2 separate regions of the Anas platyrhynchos genome follow, and region 2 is linked to region 1. A link is a contact called in public Hi-C data. All regions are on one chromosome and are shown on one strand. Each heading gives the region's core, a stretch centred on a gene start, on an enhancer-like site or on the middle of the called end of the contact. The rest is flanking DNA. Distances are from core to core; before and after follow the strand shown.

Region 1 (5,541 bases), core at 2,098-4,597:
TTACATGCAGCAGGATTCACATCCAGATCAGTGCATACTTATGCCTCAGCCCTGAAGGATCCAAGAATCTGGAGGACTGCATCTTTCAAACCACATAAGCAACCTAAAAGGCTAATGACTTGACTTGTTTATCTCGTGAGAAAAGCAGCATCTTTGGCATAAAATGTAGAGGACTGGCCTCCTGCATTTTGGGCAGGCAGAACTCCTCGTAGCCTGGAAGATTGCTTTGCTTCACACACCAGCTAAACTCTGTAGGCAAAGGAGAAGCAGGACAGGGAATTCTGACATTGATCCTTGCACAGCAAAGGCCAGGCTTATGCCCCCAGCTCTGTTGCCCAAGTCAGGCTGGCACTACAAACTGGAGACAGACGTGATACTCATGGGTACTTCCAGAATGCACTCTGTTTTAAAAACAGTCTTCTGGGATAGATTCAGCTGCCTAAACTTTGTTATGCCCAAGGGCATCCCTTTTATCATTTAGCTGCTGCTTCAAGTGTCCCTGTAGGTCCTGTGTCACATCTGCCAGCCCCACGCGGATCTTTTGGATCCAACAAGGCATTTAAAATAGCACGAATGGAGAGATTTAAGCAACTGAACCCCGCTTGCTGTCTTTGCTAGTGCAGTTGTTTCAGCCTGCAATTGCCCATGTTACATTAAATAATAATAATACAGAAATGGAAAGCGATTAGATTAGCTTCAGCTGGAGCACCTCTTCTGAAACTGCCAGGGGACAGTTTGAAGGTCAGCACAATCAATTTAGTCTACAACTGACTACTTGCTTGCATGCTGTATGGAAAACTCTTGCTCAGCCGGATGGATCAGGTGTTCTTTCCTCTCCCAGAGCTACAGCATTTGTTACTGTTTTCCATTTCTGCCGTCATCACTCTTTTTGGTACCCAGCATGTCCTGAGCATGAATCAGTGGCTACTGCAGTTTAGCCTTGAGTCTCTTTTTTTTTTTTTTTTTTTTGTTTGGACTGAAGCCAGATTAGCTTGCTCAAGGATGTCAGAACTAGTAAAGCCCTCGTGAAACAAATACCCAGCCAACTTATGCTCACATGCCTTGAGCCTGATCCTGCCTTTATGGTGAACCCCAAATTTCTTGCTCACCCCGAGGATGAGACAAATAAGCAACATGCTCATATTGTCCCTTAGAAAAACAAAGGAACAAACAAACCCAGCACACACACACAAAACCCAACAAACATCACGACACATCTGGACTGCATGAATGGTTTTATTTGACTTGCAGAGCTTTCCCTGCTATTGTCTTCAATCTGGGACTTTTGGACACTGGAGGGGGGTACCCTAGATAAATTTTTCTCATGACCTGCAGCCATTCCCTGCTGCACTCCTCACCAGCATGGAGGTCTTTGGGCTCTTCCCTCTTATGTGACAAGAAGAGTATTGGCAATGGACCCCCCTGTCACACCATGGGCATATACTGGCTCGTGAGGAAAGCATGGAAGGGGTACTTTGGGATCTAATCAGCATGAATTTCTTAAGAAACTTGGTGGCCTGTTCTGACCAACAGTAGAGGTGAGGCACCTCTACTTCTCAGGATGTCACATGAAAGGCTCAGAGTCTGCTCTGACAGTGAAGCACAGTGGCTCAGAGGAACTGAATATTATTTTCAGGCACTTCACAGCCATCTTGTATGATTTCATGAATCAGTCTAATCCCAGCTGCTCATGCCTAACGAGACTAATAATCTCCTGCACATTTTAGAGAATAAGGTCTTCAGGAGCAGGCATTACTTCTTATAAAGTGCCTGTAGGGTTTCCAGGCAAATGGGGTCCTGGACTTGACTGAAGTTCCTGACCAATAGCAATGTCATACAGAAAACAGAGGCAGCTTTTATTCTGCCTTTATCCATGCAAAACTACCTGTGATGGCAAATAAAGCCACAATCCCAATATTTAGCCAGCAGTAGTAGGGCCTACTTAGGGTCTGGATAATAGCTGTCCTAGGGAGCCCCACAGGGTGTTCCTGCCTGTTTTTCTAAATCACACCGTATTCCAAAGAGCAAATGCTGTTGCGTGCAGGGGAGTAAAAGGTCTCTCCTGCCATGCTTTCTCCTCCTCCTCTTTCTTCACTTGCAATTTGAGGGAGATGTAAGGGTGCTGTGCAGAGAGAGAGGCCTGGGTGGAAGGTTTCAAGTCCTTTCTCTTCCCATCCCTCCCTCTTTACATCCTGGTTCATCTCCAGCCTCCCAGTCTGGTTTTCTCGTTGCTGCTTGCTTTCCCACCCACCAGCCTCCCACCACAGTGCCACAAAAAGCTTTAACAGCTCAAGTGCTGAGCTCCCTGACAGAGACTGAGTGCTAGGGGCCAGGGAGGGCACAGAGGGGATTTCGCCTTTTGTGTAGGAGTCTCACAACAGGATTTTGTTTTGATTTTTTTTTTTCCTTTCCAGGCTCTTCTGCTCTCTTCCAGCCTTTGAGGAAGTCCTGGCTGGCTCTGCAAGCTCACAGGAACCAACACCCTAAGCAAGAGATGCTGTAAAGCCAATCTTTGCTTTTTCTCTTGTGTTTGAGCTCCTTTGCTAAGGAGGAGGTGCCATATTCTCGTAGCGCGATGGGAAGAACATAGGGCACCAACGAGACACCCTCACCAGGAGAAAACTATGGACAAGCACTCCTCCCTTGTCCCTAAAAAACCTGTCCTGTCCTGCCATGGAAAGCGGTGATGAAAAAAAAAAAAGGCCACCCTCTAACGTCACTTCTTCCTGAGTCCCTGCTGACTCCTCATCAGTCCTAACTGTGACTCTGATGGTTCTGACTCTATGCCTCTACGCAGGGTATGCTGAATGCCTCAGTAATTCCTACTGTGCAAGAGTGGCAATAAAGGGTTTGGGCTAAGCGTGGCGTTGGAAGCTATACGTGAAAAACCTTTCTTCTTCTCTCCTCTTGTGTTCAGGCTGAGGTTACCTGCATCATCTTCCGAAACTATGCTGTAGATGAAGCTGCCGGGGGGATGCTCGGCTGCCCGGCGATACCACAGAGGGAAGTGGTCCATGGTGAAGATGCTCTCCTTGTCCTTCCGAGTCAGGAATTTCCTGCCAGCACAAACCAGAGAGCAGCTCTTCATACAGTGCATCCCCCGGGGCTGGCCACCCCCTGGAGCCACTTAGAGCCCCTCAGCACCTGCGGGACACCCGCGGGCCCCATGTAACCCACAAAGGCAGGAGCCAAGCTCCGCGCTGGGAACCGCTGTGTCCCCTCAGGCTCCCTGGGGGCCATTCGTGGCCCTCCAGCCGCCATTTTCTGCCGGCACCCCCGGGGCCATCGCGGCCGCCGCTCCGCCGCCGGCCGCCCGCCAGGTGCCGCTGTTGGCCCGGCCGAGGCCCTCGGCGCCGCCGCTCCGCCGCCGCCCGCACGGCGAGGGCGCGGGGCAGGGCTGGGGGTGAAGGAGACGCTAAGGGCTCCTGAGCCTGCCTGGCCGACGCGTCCCCGTGGTTTTCGGGCTTCCTTTTGCTGTATGTTTTCTGACAGAGCGCTAATTGCTCGTTTATGCAGTGCCTTCCCGTCAGGAGATTCCGAAAGTGCCTCTCCTGTGACAGATCCCTCATTGAGATGTAGTGACTGCGAGCATTGGGAAGCACTGAACAACTGTGTGGGGTAGGGAGTCATCATGTTAGCTTCCTTTAGCAGGTGGGTTTTAATTCCTCGTCACCAGATCCTGACTATGCTGAGTTATCATCAGAAACAGGAGGACTGTGGCTGTCAGGGTGTGTACGTCAGGCACAACGGAGCTCCCCGCCTTGAATATCCAATTCCTATTTGGAGAACTGGGAGACAGCGAAACACCTGGCACAAAGCTGAGGAACACCACCACCCTGTTTTGTTCCATCTGCTGGTGGTGCCTCTGCAGCCTGGCCTTTTTTACAGAAGCGTGGCCCAGCCTGCACATTCAAACCTCAACTAAAATGAAAACTGTGCCCTTTCCACATCAAAAAACTCCTCTGAATATGTACTTTTGCCTTGAGGGAGAGGACAAGGGAATGAATCGTATATGACAGATGTCAGTCACATCACTTAATGCATCACTGGAAGGCACTGGGATGCTATGATGGGAGCAGTGTAAGAGTCAGAACAGAATAAAACTGGGAGAGAGGAACTGAGACAGAAAGATCAAACCCAGCCAAGCTGGAACATCACCGGGCCGCTGGAGTGCAGAGCCTTTACACTGCAAAATGGTCCTGGGGGTATAGAGTAATTGTGGACATTTCCTCTCTAAGATGACAGAATTTGGGGCATAATCAAAGTTTTCCATTTTACAGTGAAATTAACGTACTTTGGGACAGTGTTTCAGGAAAAAAATCAAGAGGACCAGAGAAACATAAAAGGCCCTTACCCTGCCTGCATAAATCAGCACCCATCCCACCAGGGTCTTGCTCCTTTACTTTCTATTTCTGCGTCCCCAAATAAATTTCTAAGCCTGGTGTTAATTTCATGGTGCCCCTTCAGAGACGCTGAGAGAAATCCCTTAATGCAGAGTAGGGACTTACCTGTTGGAAAGTTTCTCAGAGCCCACATACAGAGCACTCCTCATGAGTCCAGCTCGAGTGCCCAGAAATGCCATCTCGACCCCTGCCTCAGTCTCCCTGTGGAAAAGAAATATACAAGCAGAAGCAAACAGTTCTCAGAAGAGCCATCTTTCTGCCTGAGTGATGACTTTAGGCTTAGACCTGTGCCTAGATTGACACCTTTGAAATTTTCTCATTGCATTCTTTTGAAAGGAGGATGTAAGCTGTTGTCTTCCTGCTAGCCCTGCTCTAGGCTGCCTGTACGTAGGTTGAAGCGAGGAAAAAGGACTGCAGAGAGAGAATATCTGTCTTAAACAAGCACAGGATGGGCAGGGTAACAGACTGGCTCTGTAGATTGATTTGGATGTGTCTTGCTGGAATTATCAAGGGCACAGATGGGAGAGCTACATGGTAGAGAGCCTGCTGCAGTGTTGTGGTATGGCACAACCTTAAAATAAGAGGTGTGTGTTGGTGTTGGCTGTGTAAGGGTGTGTGCACTGGTATTGGGGTATCCTAGCACAATTGCTCCTGGTTCAAGCTCCATCAGTAGCAGGGTTACTGGTAACTGAAACAGGGACAAGAGTCCCATAGCCACACATCTGTGTAAGTTGCATGTTGTCTGCTGAAAGCAGATCTTTGTTCACTGAATCACTGCTGGCCTCCAGTGGAATTCAAACATGAATGGCATTAATATTCTGTTACCAAGAAAAACCCTCACCAAACTTACGTGAGAAGGCCCAACCTGCGGGAGTCCACTCCTGAGAGATGCTTTTTGAGCTATTTGTAAAGCTATTGAGCTATTTCTAACAGCCCTTTAAGCTGTTTCTAAAGTTTCTTTTATACTTTGAAAGAATCTGTGACTCTTTCAGGCATAATGTAAGCCCATAGCATCTGGATATGCAGGTTCAATGAGGTTCAATGGTGTTTTACCCATATTTGCTTCTCATACACTTACAAGGACATATTGAGGGCTAGTGTTGTCCAGTAGGCTTCCATGGGTGCAGTGACCACGGCA
Region 2 (5,541 bases), core at 858-3,357, 67 kb after region 1:
TCCAAAATCTTCTCAATTTGGTAGCTGATTTCTTCAGGGTATGCACAGCAGCACTTGCAAAGTGCCCTCCTTTGCAAAGCCTGCTTGCTTTGACCGCCTGCTGATGGCTCAGAAATAAGTGCTTACTGTCTTCAGCTCTGGTCAGCTGGCTGGTTCAGGGCACTTCACACTGAAGAACTTTCGATTGCTGGATTTAACAGCCCCCCTGCAGTCAGGGATTAGTTTAGTGTCAGGTGTGGAAGCAGGAAGGGAAAAGGCTATGGTAAGAGGATGAGACAGTGGGAACAAATGGGTTGTGCATACAAACACGGCTCTGAAAAGAGGTGGCAATCACTACCTCTATTGCCAAACACTAAGCACTAAGCATGGGACCCCAGGCTTAGGCTATGATACTACACCCTGACTGATGCTCTAATTCAAACTCCAGGCCACAGCTGGCTGCATCAGCGGGAGAGGCCAGGGAGTGCAGGATTTGCCTGGTAAGAACCCAAGGGGAGATCCTCAGGCATAACAAACAATAAAAATTCTAGAGGAATGAGGCCCACAGACACTTTTACTAAGTGGTAGGTCTGGGGCTACTGCTCTAAGTGGAAAGAAGGAGACCGTCAGCGAGCCAGACGGCTAAGCAGCAGTAAAAATGAAGGAAAGCAGAGCTTTTGTTCCCAGCCCGAGTGGCCCTACACCGGGAGTGCTGCCAAGAGGCTGCACGCTCCATCCTGCCGGCCTGCTACATGCCGTGCTTACAGGCAAGTGCTGGAGAAAAACACACCGGGTAGGTTTTGAAGTGACATAATAATAGCATCCGTCTCTATTTCAGTAGGTTTTGTAAGTAGATTTCAGGTACCAGGTGAAGAAATACGGCGCTGATAGCCATACCCAAAGCTATTTGCAGTGACAGACGTGCACACCAGCAGAGTTCAAGCCAAAGCACAGGAGCTCTGCACTCAGCTGATGGGCCTAAAACACGGGGTGGCGATACCCAGGCAAGAAAAGAGTTAATTGTGTAGGACGTAGCCATGGGTTTAGCATCCAGCTGTGTACAGGGTAGCAGCTGCAGGACGTTGTCATCGTTTCCCCTAGTTCCCCCACGGCTTGAAAGCAGGCTGCTATCATACTGATAGTAAGGGAAGCTGCGATAGTTTCAATTGCTTGACTTTTGGTTAGCTACCACACAACATGAGGTGTTTTTTTTTCATATCTCTATTGAAAATATTGCTAGTGCACACATTGTCATGAGCTCAGAACTTGCTTTGATTTTTGTAGAATTTGTGCCCTAATATAAGAAGGATTTTAATCAATGAATAACCCAAATAGTTTCATTTATTTATTTTTATTATGTGTGACTGAGGTTGCTGCTCACAAAACACATGTAGTGACTTCCTATTGTGTATACAAGATGCTAATGCTAAATTCATTCTTTGGAACCACTTCATGGTGTTACTCAGCTTCAACAGCATGAATGTAGACAACTTACAACAAGAATTTTTTCCATGAGCTAAAATGTAAAGGTGATCATATACAGGACACACTTTTTCTCAAAAATCTGTTCTTTAAAATGACCTAAAATATATATTTTTTCTCCCTCCCTCCCTGTATCTTACCACTGCTCATTTCCTGTTCATTTCAGTAGTTTTCTCAGCCATACACACAAATCCAATCTGTTCCTTGCCTTTCTCATTCACCTCCATACCAGGAAGATTTGTATCTGAGCAGTCTTTTGAGGTTTGATGATAGTCTCCACTGAATTAAAAAAAAATAACAAGGGAAAATTCACCCAAAAAGCTGCTGTATTGTGAGGAGAAGTAGGGGCTGGCTCAGCTGTCAGTAGTTTCAGTACAAGACAGTGGCAGTGCTGTGGAAGGTGCTTGCAGAGGCTAACTTTAGCCCAGTCAATCTAATCTCCCTGGCTAAATTAGGTTTGTACTCAGGCTTGCCCTCAGGATCCTGTCCTTGCCCTGCCTCTGCACAGAGCCTAGAGAGCTTAGGCTCACAAACAATACCTGACCTTTGCAGAGGTATTTGCCAACGCATTCATGGACTTCCACGAGCAGCCAAGGTAGGGCACAACAATGAAGTCACATTTTGATCTTCGTGGCATCTTCTGAGTACTACATGAAGAGGCAAACGGCATCCAGATCAGTTTCACAGAAATTCAAGTCAGTTTAAGGCAACAGAGCAGCTCAACCTTCCCACCTCACTTTCCTCTCTGCAGATCCCTCTCATTTACCACATGCCTCACACCCACATCCTCAGACCAGTGCAGGTGCCTGTGCTGCTGCCCGCTAAATCCATCTAGGTTTAAACCAACCTCTGAGTGCAGGGAGTCTTAACCTCAACCAATTCTGCTGCAACACATTTTACCACATAGCTGCCTTAATCAAAACAAAGGAGGAGAAAAATGATGGGAGATGGAAGGAAAGACCGGTGTGGGAGCAGAAGTAAACAGCCAAGAGTGGGTGGCTGGGATGTGATGCCTCTTCAGCACCACAGCCAGCTTAAAGTGTTTATAAAACTACAGCCTTTGTTTCTTCAGGTTATTGCAGGACCACATTTTGCTCCTGTTTGCATATGCCAAGTCCCCTCCTGTACTCCCAGCTCCACTCCACGCAGATTCATGCCCAGAGGTCAGAACAAGCCTGTTGGAGATAGCCACAGCAGTTTGGAAAAGGCTGGCACTCACGAGTGTCTTAAAAGTCCTTAGTCAGGACTAGCAGTGAAGTTATTTGTATGTTGACTGACGATTAATTTTTTAGTGCATTATTCACTTCAATGACTAGAATTTTGCTTTTTCTCTAGGTTTCAGAAATCCCTCTGGGTAAAGCTGCTGCCTTCTCATAACATTTGCAACATTAGAGCCTCAAAAGCTTGCTGAAATATCTCTTTTGTCTTTTCTGCAGCAAGTTTCTCCAAGTTTGCTAAAATATTAAACTGTTGTTTTAATATCCTAGAGGGACAAAGATATCTAGAATACCCACTGCACTTGTGACTGAAATTCAAAGCTCAACACAACGTAAATAGGCCGTCAGAGGAGACGAAGCACCCTGCTTGTTCAGCTGCATCCTGCTCCTGGAAAATTTTTATTTTGCTGTGCAGTTTTAATTATCCCCTTTGCAACAACAACAAGGAAGAGAAGAGAGAGGAGCAATAGAGAGCTAATGAATAAAAATCAAATTAAAGATTTGATTTTTCTGTGAGAAGGGCCCGAGGAAAGGTTTGGATGCTTTCACTGAACATTACAAATTTCCGTGATAAACACCAACAGAATTAGTTAGAGATTATGTTCCAGCATTTCATTGACTTTCTACTCCTCATCTTCTCTCTCTAGTTCAATAGGTATGGAATTCTGTAAGGAAGTGGGCAGTAGTTAAGTGGAAATACACTGAAAACCTTGATGCTGAGACTGGGATTAATGCATGAAGGTGATAAAGGTCACACTGGTATGAAACCAGTTCCCAAATGCCTCTGAAGAAGCACGTTTGGCTATCTGAAATAGAAAGCTAGGCAACAAATTTGGCTTCGATTCATCTCTTTCAATACTCTTCCTCTTTTGTTTGTTATCACAGAATTGAGAATATTTCTTTATGAGCCTGTTCTACATTCTTACCTCTGTTGTTCGTGGTAAGTATGCAAGTCAACTAAAATGGCACCTCCTTCATGTAGCAACTACCCTCATAAACCTCACAAAAGGCAAGTTTACACCACCTGAACAATCCCAGATACCTCTTAGAGCAGTGAGAATGTGAGAAGAACAGTTCTATCGTTGTTATTCAGCGTAGCCATAACCAGAAGAGAGGGCAGCAAGTAGAAACCCTGAACTAACTTTATCCTTGTCTGCTTTAAGATATGCCTCAGCTTGTTCAGTGTGGTGCCGATACTGTTGTCATACACATCAAGAGTGAACAGGTATTTAAAAAAAGTAATCCTGTAAGTTTTTTAAAATGACACCTTACTCTGAAAAGCAATAAATAAGGATGTTCTTAAAATTCATGCATCAAAATAGCTTTTTTTTTTTGGTAAATAAAAGTGTTTCTCCCCTAAGTAGAAAACCAATCACAAACACAGTCAGAGATACTACGGGATTATTTTTACCCACCATTTACAAGAAGTTCTACATGTCAAATGAGGTCTTACCTATGCATCCCCATCATCTCTAAATTGTACTGTCAAATAATCCATAATCACAGACATTATGCACGTATTTATGTATCTCAAAAAATCCTTTGTGCAGATTCCAATTTCTTTCACATCAGTTCATTCAGAAGTTATTCGAATTAGTTCAGCAGAATCACATAAATCATAATGGCTACAGGGCTTCCTGTCTTTAAGGCCTGCCCTTGCCGATACCCATGCAACCTGGTCTTTTCACTGAATCTGAAACAATTGCGAGCAGTTTGGTAGCGAGCGGAACCAGAATACATCTTGCTTTCTATGAGCTACTTCATGTAGGAAAAGTCTAGCATTACTCATTTATGCATTACATGTCAGGCTCCCGGCACCCATAAAAGAAACATCTCAGCAACAGCTTGGGGTTCTTAAACTGTAGTAAACTCACACTTCAGAAATAGATGTTAATATGAACATAAAGAAATTCTTTCAGTCATTTATTCTAATTGATTTAAAATCTCATTAATGTCTCTTCTGCCAAGTGTAAAAACATTCCAGAGTCAAAGAAATACAAGTGATCCCAACAATTCTAAATATATAGTCCATGGTACAATAAAATAAAATCACCACATTGGAGGGATTATCCATTTTATTTTCTTTAAAAATGGGTCAAAGAAATCACTGTGCTCCAGGAACGCGCTAAAAAATTAATAGGACTTTTACACCATGTAGTCTCCCCCTTAACAAAGTTGCACATTGCTTATAATAATACAGATTGGATCTAGAATAGTAGAAACATGAATCCAGTGCCCTCCCCAAGTTATGCTGATAGCAAGTACATTCACAAACAAAACCCTCCCCCCAATTCTTTAAAACACCTGCAGAGTCCCATTTCTATGGCTAGCTAAAAATACTCTTGTTAAAATAGAAAAAGATTTTTCTACAAAAATTTGGGGAAAAGTCATGACATTTCTTCTAAATTGCTCTGCAGACAACTAAGTACGATGACCTAACAGTTTACCTACGACTTTCAGTTCCAGAATTTCACCAGCATTTTCACTTCCCTAAAAATAGTCCAACATTGCCACCATGTGGTCAGAAACGGGCATAGTTCATTGTGAAAGTGGCGTACGACTTCTCGGAGAAAAATCACGTCAAATACCTTGTCAGTAAGTGACCACGCTGTAAGTAAAAAAAGGAAAGTGAATTCTGAGGACAGGGACTTTACGCAGCAAAACCAATCCTAACCATGGGACACTATAAGAAAAATAATTTAAGATATTTTTTGATTAAGTCTTCAGCATTGCGACTCTCTCTTCCCTGAAGGCACAATCCGTTTCTGCCCACTTCTTTCTCAGTACAGCATGTACCTGCCAACAAGCAAAATCTATGTGTATGCAAAGTGCCTAAGACCACTCGTTTCTTTAAACATAGCAT

The links. Hi-C and Micro-C count contacts between places; a contact is called where the count stands out from the background.
Region 2: a Hi-C map of skeletal muscle shows a contact between it and region 1, with 2.2 times the contacts expected there. The contact joins two enhancer-like sites. A contact is called at or near these places in 5 of 8 Hi-C or Micro-C datasets (liver, skeletal muscle, small yellow follicle and 1 more).

What each region holds. Positions count from the first base shown.
Region 1 is chr1:64,504,279-64,509,819 of IASCAAS_PekinDuck_T2T, forward strand. It overlaps CACNA2D4 (calcium voltage-gated channel auxiliary subunit alpha2delta 4), which reads right to left. Exons shown (of 39, transcript XM_072039791.1): 24 at 5,482-5,541; 25 at 4,509-4,604; 26 at 2,929-3,056. Among named protein-coding and RNA genes, the nearest start is that of LRTM2, 37 kb to the left of the region's middle. Within about 2 kb of position 3,348, at least 3 of the 8 cell types and tissues checked have an H3K27ac peak or open chromatin away from gene starts, as enhancers often do. A contact at or near this core is called in small yellow follicle, where this site is marked.
Region 2 is chr1:64,572,149-64,577,689 of IASCAAS_PekinDuck_T2T, forward strand. DCP1B (decapping mRNA 1B) reads right to left here. Exons shown (of 7, transcript XM_072039985.1): 7 at 4,588-5,541. Among named protein-coding and RNA genes, the nearest start is that of CACNA2D4, 17 kb to the left of the region's middle. Within about 2 kb of position 2,108, at least 3 of the 8 cell types and tissues checked have an H3K27ac peak or open chromatin away from gene starts, as enhancers often do. A contact at or near this core is called in small yellow follicle, where this site is marked.